Regions from separate parts of the Zea mays genome. Here all the other regions are linked to region 2. Evidence: chromatin contacts called from public Hi-C data. All regions are on one chromosome and are shown on one strand. The core of a region is the stretch at or near the end of the contact, and the rest is flanking DNA. Distances in the headings are between cores, read along the strand shown.

What was found. Hi-C and Micro-C count contacts between places; a contact is called where the count stands out from the background.
Region 1: a contact with region 2 is called in a Hi-C map of ear, with 2.2 times the contacts expected there. The contact joins the promoter of LOC100283047 here to the enhancer-like site in region 2. A contact is called at or near these places in 2 of 25 Hi-C or Micro-C datasets (ear and endosperm).
Region 3: a Hi-C map of tassel shows a contact between it and region 2, with 2.1 times the contacts expected there. The contact joins the promoter of LOC100383473 here to the enhancer-like site in region 2. A contact is called at or near these places in 5 of 25 Hi-C or Micro-C datasets (bundle sheath, endosperm, leaf and 2 more).

Annotation. Positions count from the first base shown.
Region 1 is chr10:96,731,622-96,734,479 of Zm-B73-REFERENCE-NAM-5.0, reverse strand. LOC100283047 reads left to right here and starts at 1,582. Exons shown (of 9, transcript NM_001371894.1): 1 at 1,582-1,755; 2 at 1,846-1,893; 3 at 2,016-2,064; 4 at 2,293-2,410; 5 at 2,497-2,653. The coding sequence starts at 1,654.
Region 2 is chr10:97,187,616-97,190,602 of Zm-B73-REFERENCE-NAM-5.0, reverse strand. The region is part of intron 1 of LOC103641435 (a long non-coding RNA gene); the gene reads right to left. Among protein-coding and RNA genes, the nearest start is that of LOC103641435, 4.8 kb to the right of the region's middle. Within about 2 kb of position 1,277, at least 16 of the 20 cell types and tissues checked have an H3K27ac peak or open chromatin away from gene starts, as enhancers often do. A contact at or near this core is called in bundle sheath, ear, endosperm and 3 more, where this site is marked.
Region 3 is chr10:97,546,004-97,548,703 of Zm-B73-REFERENCE-NAM-5.0, reverse strand. LOC100383473 (putative protein of unknown function (DUF594) domain family protein) reads right to left here and starts at 1,390. Exons shown (of 4, transcript NM_001176121.1): 1 at 1,161-1,390; 2 at 494-649; 3 at 1-220. The coding sequence starts at 218.

The DNA.
Region 1 (2,858 bases), core at 333-2,832, 460 kb after region 2:
TAATAGAATCGCTTGGTGATTAGCGTAGGTGCTTTGCGAAATGATTAGGTTAGTTAGACCGCTTATGCGCTTGCTCTAGGTGGTTCCTAGTTAGTTGAGTGAGTTTAGAAAAACCAACAAAACCCCCTAGCTCTTGTGCGAGCCGTTGTAATTGTACCGAGTGGGACGACAGTCTTGCGAGACCGTGATAAACGAGGCTCGCTATGTTTCAGCCGGAAGCTCGATAGTGGAGGTGGTGGGGAGCATCCGAGAGGAGCCGGAAGCGGAGCACCACTTGCGCGAGGAGAAGACCCGTGGCTCTCTACGAAGTTATTCGATCGTGGTGCTTGGTCCTCGCGTGGACTACCCTTTGCGTAGGGCACCAATAAGGATTAGTCGGAACCTTACGTGGTTCCGGATACCTCGGTAAAAATATCGACGTCATCCACGAGAACTTGCTTTCTCTACCTTTGCTCTTTACCTTTCACATTTATATTAAGCACTTAAATTTCAGTCTCTCCTATTTTAGTTAGAATATTTAGGATTGAAACTTAGATAGCAAAAACTCTTTTTACGGTAGAGATTATATCACTTAGACAAAATCTAGTTTAAATATTCTAGATTGCTTATTTGCATATATTTTATTTTAGAGATTTATTTGTGGCCTTGTTTAAAACAAAGTTTTTAGAAGTCATAATTTATTACCTTTTAGACGTCACTTTTCCTGCATGAGCGAGAGGAGATACGTGATCTGAGCCAGAGGAGATACGTGATCTGTTTGGACTTGGATATGGGAAGGGCACGATGGTCAATTCTGGTGGTCTAAACAAAAAATTTGAGAATAAAAAAAATCATGAAATGAATAAAAGGAGAGAAAACATCTAAATTGAAAAATTCGCAGTGATGGATGTCAATTATAAGAAGCACACGAATGTGATGTTAATGTGGTGTTTAGTTTCTTGGATTAATTTTAGTCTCTTCGTTTTATTTTAGTTTATAAATTGGCAAATACAGAAATTGAAATAGAGTTTTAATTTTCGTATTTGAAATTTAGAGAATAAAATAAAATAAAATGGCTAAAAATTAGTTTACGGGGTGTTTGAATCCCTTAATTTTATAGGAATTGAGATTCACTCAATAAAGTAACTTATTTATTTTTGAATTTGACATTACACCACTTTCTAAAGTTCAGATATAAAACTATCTCAAATTTATAGGATGGAGGATGGAAAATAATTTTATATATTAGTAAAATTTGTTTATACTATGTAATTTATATGACACTATTTGTCTCACTCATCTATAGTAAAAATAATAATAGTAATATACAAATACATTCTGTATAAAATCGAATTAGCTTAATTGATATATACTAAAATTATTATTATTAAAATGAAATTCAATTCCAATAATTAAAATGGGGCGCTATAGAAATCAAACACGCTCTAAATTATACGAGGCATGCGAATTTGACGTCAAATATTGAAATTTCTCCGTGGGGCCAGCCGTGGGAGGCCGAGCACAATCGTGGGCCTGGAATACCACGGAGCTGCTGCATGTCAACTGGGAAAGAAGAGAACAAAAATAAAGCAAGAGGCGAGAGGAGAGAGCAACGACGCCATCGGAGGGAGGAAAGAGAAGAAGACGATCCGCTAGCGTGTGCGTGGCGACGAGATGTGGCGGAGGCGAGTGGGCGCCCTCCTCCGATCTCCACGAACTTCTTCCTCGGCCTCCTCGGCCTGCCAGAGCCGCCGCCACCATCTTCTCCCCAGCGAGGTAATGAGGTATCATCCCGCCCCTCGGCATTCCGTCGAACGTCTCGTGCGCATCTCACCTCCCTTATGCTTTTCGGATCTGTGCTGCCAGGAACCTCTTGCTCTCAACCGTCTTGCCAGGCTCTTCACGTCCCAGGCTGTAAGTTTGCTTGCCCCCGGGTCCCAAACATATGCATTGCATTGCCGCCTGAGCAGCAGCACTTGCTCCTCGCGTGAGTAACGGATTTACTAGGTGGGATCTCTTCTGTCTCCATGCTCCAGGGAAGTGATGGTGGCGATACCCAGAAGCCCTTTATTGCTTTTGTCTTAGGTATAAACTATAAACCTTCCCCTTTACCTTTTCTATAAGATGGAGCATATACTCCAACGACCACTTTACCTTCACTTTTGCCCCAATCATACAGAGCGAAAAACCCACCACAAATTTACAGAGCAGATTTCTTATGAGTGTCAATCCACGCTAAGTTTGAGTTTACTAATAGGTGATTCAGTGCTTTATAGTCAGTCACATGATTCATCAGTCAATTTGTGCCTGTAGGTGGTCCTGGGAGTGGCAAAGGAACACAGTGCACTAAGATTGCTTCGGATTTTGGATTTGCCCATCTGAGCGCTGGTGATATTCTCCGACATGAAATAGCATCTGGCAGTGAGAAAGGGTAATAGCATCTTAATATATGATCTCCGAATAGATGCCCTCCATGTGCGAAGGATTTCAATGTTTTGCTTCACCTTTGCACTTCAGGGAGTTGATCCTAGAAATCATAAAGGAAGGGAGGATTGTTCCGTCTGAGATAACTGTGGAACTCATCAGAAAAGCGATGGAAATGAACAATGCTAAAAGGGTTCTTATTGATGGCTTCCCAAGGTGTGAGGAAAACAGAATCGCCTTCGAAAGGATTGTAAGTTCTCAATCTGATTTTCGCCACTGCATTGCATTGATAGTTGAGGATTCCCTACTAATTGACCTTGTTGGTAAACAAATACAAGTTTTATGTGGTTCTTCACTTCTGACTGATTTTGTTTGACAATACTGCAACGGATGAACCTTTCTTACTAGATCTAATCATTTATAAGCATGTGGTTTTGACATCGGTATCATTTAAG
Region 2 (2,987 bases), core at 28-2,527:
TTAAACAGCCAATATATTACTAATATGCAATTCTAGACCATACAAAAATTTACTAACTTTTATTCTACCAGATAAGAAACATTAGATTTATAATAATGAGATATTTTTTATATTATACATGTTTAGAGTCAAATGTTACTGATATTTTTTTAATGAATTTGATTAAACTTGAGATGCTTTCACTGTATATCAATGTAGAGAGGGTCATGTAAGATCAAATCTAGAACTAAATTATGTGGAATGGAGGCGGTGCTAGCAGCAGCAGCAGCAGTAGTAGGATGTCAGAATACACAAGACATTTTTCTGGATCGGGCCATGCAACCATCAATCAGACCTTAGGTGTAGATGAGCAATTGGTAGTTCTTGAAATTTGAAATTGAGATTTGGTTTTGGCAAATTTGTATCGCGCGCCTTGTTTCCATTATTCATGTGAGTTTGGTACATGATGCTTGCTATCATGAAAATCTCAAAATATTCATGTGGAGACCATAGGACATGACAAGCAACAAAGGTGCCGTTTGGTTCACATATTTGTAACGTAATGGGTAACGGATAACGTTAAATCATGTTTGTTTTAGTCCAATCGTAATCAGATACCACACTAAAATTTGATACAGCCTATTCAAATTTGTTACCGTCAGTAATCGAGCCGAAACCATTACCATTACCATTTACGTTACATTTTTTGAACCAAACAGCACCAAAGTGTCTGTGATGGCAAAGAAGGAACCAACAATTCTCAAAACATGTATTTGCGCCAGCAGTGATGTCAGACAAAAGTTGGTCCATCTGGCTAGAAAATGCACGCACTGGTTGCCGCCGATTGGCAGAATACGTCATCTCCATTTATACCAGTGATCCTCCACGTGGCATGCAATCTCTCAAGAGATCATTGCACCACGTCACTGATTACATGCATGAGGCCTCCAACTAAAAAATTATTCTCTCGGCGTACATGAGTTAATCGTTTTGGCTTTGTTCTAAATCAAACTATTTAATTTTAACTTAATATATATCTATATAATTAAATTATTTTAAGCTAAAAGAGTTATATATTATAATAGTTTAAGTCACGATAAATTTAATATTTTTATTTTTATATTATAAAATTTTATAAAACATCAGGTATCACGGTCAAAGTTGATAGCGATTTACTTAGGACGACTACGGAGGGAGTATAATTAATCTATACTAATATGCGTATCTAGCTTTACACGGTTACACCAGCCATCACCTGTCCAGCCCACACTGGAAACCTTTGACTTTATACTGCAAAGCAAACCAGCCAGCACCCCATACCGTTGGACATGTGGAAGGTAGGTCAGACACCTGTCACGGTGCCCTCTTCGAATCCGGGACAAACACACGCTAGCATTTGGTGGCTCTATAGTATTTTTAAACTATGGAATGATTAGCTAACTATATAAAAGACAATGTCTTGCTTTGTTCTTCCAGAAGTCTAAACGGTTTTATTGTTGTCCATTGCTACATAAAAACTGCAATAGAATTCATAAAGTTCGGTTTCACTGTTCCCCTGTACATTCTCGTAGCAACGACTGATTAATCGTTGGCCGGCTGAAAAATATCTGTTGGATTGCAGATGATTTTCCGATACTGCAACAGTAGTAGAGGACGTACGCGTTTCCTTTTGTTGGTGTTGTTACCATCACATACAGTTCAGTCCTCTCTTTTTACCTTTAATCATGGCCAAGTTGACCGCAGGGGTTTCGAGATTTGCATACTAACGCAGACGCACAGTGATCTCCAAGAGCGCGACACGTTAGACCGCATCCAACAGTCTTGCGTAAAGCTATCTCCAGTAGATTCCTTATCTCATCCCCTATTTCAAACTCCATTCTGTAAACATTGTCAACTATAGTCTCGCGTCCCCGAGACAGTCTAATAATGGGACCTCACCATTTTACTCGCTCGTTGGCACTATCAGGGCCTCAGGGGTAGACCCAAAGAGGGCTATGACTCCCTCAATTTTTATAACCTCTTATACCTAATGTTCACTTACCATTAAGTTTTTGGATTGACACAGTTCTCTCGACTCCCGTTCTCCTCAGACCAGTCCTCGGATATATCCGTTCGAGCACATTTTTTCTGACACTGCCTGAGCTAGTCTTCCTTGCTCCCAATGTTGCCCGTCGTCTCCCATCCCCCACGTGTGACACTCCCTGCCCCCACCCATTCCTAGTGCCCTCGCCCTAGTCGTCGTTGCGATGTCGACCTGATCTTTCTCGTCACGACATTGTGACCTGTCCCTGGTGGCCAATGAGCTTAGCAAACCAGTGAGACCTAGCTCTTGACCGGAGATGTCGCCTAACCCTGCACCTTTCCTAGTGCCCCGCCCTTCGAGAAGATCGTCATTCGACAACTATGCACCTTTCTTAGTACCCCCGCCCTTCTAGAAGATCGCCATTCGACAAGGTAAGCACGACTTCAATTCGGTCAGTAAGAACTGAACGACATGTTTGCTTCTTTTGTTCATATAGCTTCCTTCTTTAAACTTCTATCGTGTATTGATATGAAACTTGAACTCTATGCAACACTAGTTTTTATGGTCTTGCTTGATTTCGTCATGTGGTCTTCTTGCCCCCCATGAATTCTCATCCTGCGTCTGTCACTGTGTACTATTTAGGGATGGCAACGGGTTTAAAACCCGCGGGTACAGAGATTACAAACCCGTACCCGCGAGATTAATGTTAAACCCGTACCCGCACCCGCGACAGGGTAGCGTATGTTACCCAAACCCGCTACCCGCGGGTTTATGGCACCCGCGGGCACAGTCATATAATAAATATTTATTACTGATAGCATATAATAATAAATATTTATTAAACTGATAAAAACATGTACCGATCTTAGCCAAAAGCTCTACGAGTTCCCTGACGCCTGTAGTCTTCTTTTATATCATTTGATTGGCTCCGCTCGCTCAAAGCTTTCGGGGTGGCACTAAATTGAGATGCATGTGCTCTACAGTC
Region 3 (2,700 bases), core at 141-2,640, 360 kb before region 2:
GATAGGTGGCCCAGGGTGTATATCGCTGTGGAATCGGCCAGTAGGTATGCCGACCAGAGGAAGAACGTCAGGGCAGTGGAGTTGCTATGACGGCGGACTCCTCCGAAAACGAGGAGGAATACTTGTAACCCGAAGCTTGCAATGACCAGGATCTGTAGCCCCCATTCATTCCACAGGTTCACTAGCTTTCCAGCCTCAATTACTTCGCTCCTCATCATGTCTACATACAGTAACATGGCAAGGAAACAGCAATATTAGCAACTAGATATGTGTGTCTGTGTCGTGTGCATGGAATGTATGCAAAGGACCGAATGGGCAACAGGATGGACTATATGATCATAAGACATTAATAATGGATGCCGATAGCTTATTGCATGCAAATGAGCTGAGAGGATTAGCTCCAGGGATCATAATCTAACTGGCAATAATATACAGAAGGGCAGGAATGGCAACAAAAAAAGAGAGTAAAGGGGCAAAGAACATAGGTGATTACTTGCGAGGGAGTTAAATTGACCAACTTTCTGACAAGAAGGTTTCCTCCAGCTGCAGCTACGATGAGGGCCATGGCTTCAACCTCCTTTGGTTCGACTTCGATACCTGAAGGCGAGCTTGTCTAGGAAGCAGTTGTTCCATATCGCATCAGTGAGCTCTGTACAGTTGATATGGCGCCATTGTTATACTTGTGCTCATGGAGACATATGCAAAGCAGGGTATAAACGAAGAAGTATTTCTCTTTAAAACGGTTAATTACCATTCCTAAAAAAAGCTAATTACTCCAGAGAAATAAAGCATGATCTGCAATGCTTTGTTATGGATTAGCACATGATGACGAAGGAAAATGAAAAGGGTTGCCGGTTGCATGGAATGGATGTGCCCATTGAACTGCTAAAAAAAGTTAGTACTTGTGCCACCTGAATCGATCCAAGCATGAATAAATCACAGCAGCAAGTCCATTTTTAATTTTGATGCGCCAATTGTACACTGAGTAATTGAGTAAAGCAAGGAAGTTTGTGGTGTGACGGCATGTCAGGTAATGTATAGTACTCATCAATCAGTAATGAACAACCCACAATAGCATTAATTAGCAATCCATTTCAGCATGCGTCCATGAAGGAACCAGAGGAAACGAATCTGCTAATCTAAGTCGGGTGGATGCTCACTCGTTGCTGGGACGTTGGCCAGAGGAGGGATGCCGCTTCGGAAGGCGTCCCGGGTGGGTGATTGCCCTCGCGTCGGACGAGGACGAGAGGGCTCGGTCCGTGGACGGCCTGGGCACCACCTGATCAGCAGCGCCGCCGCCGCTGAACTACCCGATGCGGCACCGGCACCGGCAGCGGACTGAGGGACGATAGAGGGCCTGGGATGGTGGAAGTGGAGGCGGCGACAGAACGAGAAAAGGTGGAGGTGGCAGCTGCACGCGCACAACGGAAACGCCCTTCTTTTTTTTCAACCAATTATTGTTATTGTTGTTGTTATTATATATTTCCTCGATTTTCAATGGTTTGCAAAAACATGAAAGTCTTTTTTTTTGTACTTACTGTACTATTATTCGCCACGTGGTTCTCCCTCTGCCTAGCATTTTATCATCAAACTAGAACCTCCTTCCTGGGCAAGGATGTCAACTTTAACTCTTCGTCCTCTTTTCGACTTCAGATAAATGCAGTTCTCGATGCTTCAAAGTTAATTAAGGATTTCTTTATTATCTACAGAAAATACTTTGTTGAGGATAGAAGCATCACTTCGTGAGATGTGCAAAGAGCGAAGCCTACAAAATCACTTCGATAATAGATATTCGCCTCGACTTAAACTAGCTGTTTAGGCTGCGGCGGCTAGGGCTCTCGAGACTCGTAAAGTAAAAAAAAGCTAAAGTATATGAAGCTCACGATGGTTTGACTTGTAAGCCGAGCTAGATTTTCAAGCTCGTTGGTCTAGTGAACCGAGTCGAGCCGGCTCGTTTCGGCTCGCGAGCTCTCCCAAATTAATCAAACTGTAGAATAATGGTGGACTAGTCATATACCCGTGCATTGCTATGGTATATATATGACATAGGATAAATTCTATTTTAATAAAGCATAAATATTTGTTTTTTATTGATTAGGTGGGTGTGAATGTGAAACCAACAATGTGGGTGTGAATGTGAAACCAACAATCAAGGTTTAAACACTCACTTATACATAATTTCATCTTATTTTTTATATAAACTCTCATATTATAGCTATTATAGTAGTAGAGAAGAAATTAGGTAGACGACGTCGATATAGATGACGAACTCGAAACTAGCGAGGACGTCGGCGACGACGCACTCCACTTGTAAGCGGCAACGCGTGCACACGGCGCGCCACCCTTGGCGGTGCCGGTGGTGTAGCCGAGGAGGCTGGCGGTGGAGAGCGTATGGGGGGTCGTGGCCCTATGTCGCGCGTCTAGTTTGTATCTCTATGTTAGTTTGTATCTCTAAGTCGCGTGTCTAGTTTGTATCCACCAGTCAGATTGCTGAGCAGCATGTTCTATTGAAGAACCTGGCGTTGATAAGGTTGCCATCGCAGGTGACATCGTGTTTGACGGAGTTCTGGCAGAAGCCCTTCCGCGTATGGCACCGCTATCACGTCTTGGTTTTGGAAGATTTTTTACTACTCTTTAAAGATGAGAAATATTAGCAGTTGATGTCTTTGACTTTGCTGCAGCGACACGTATCAATAGAAT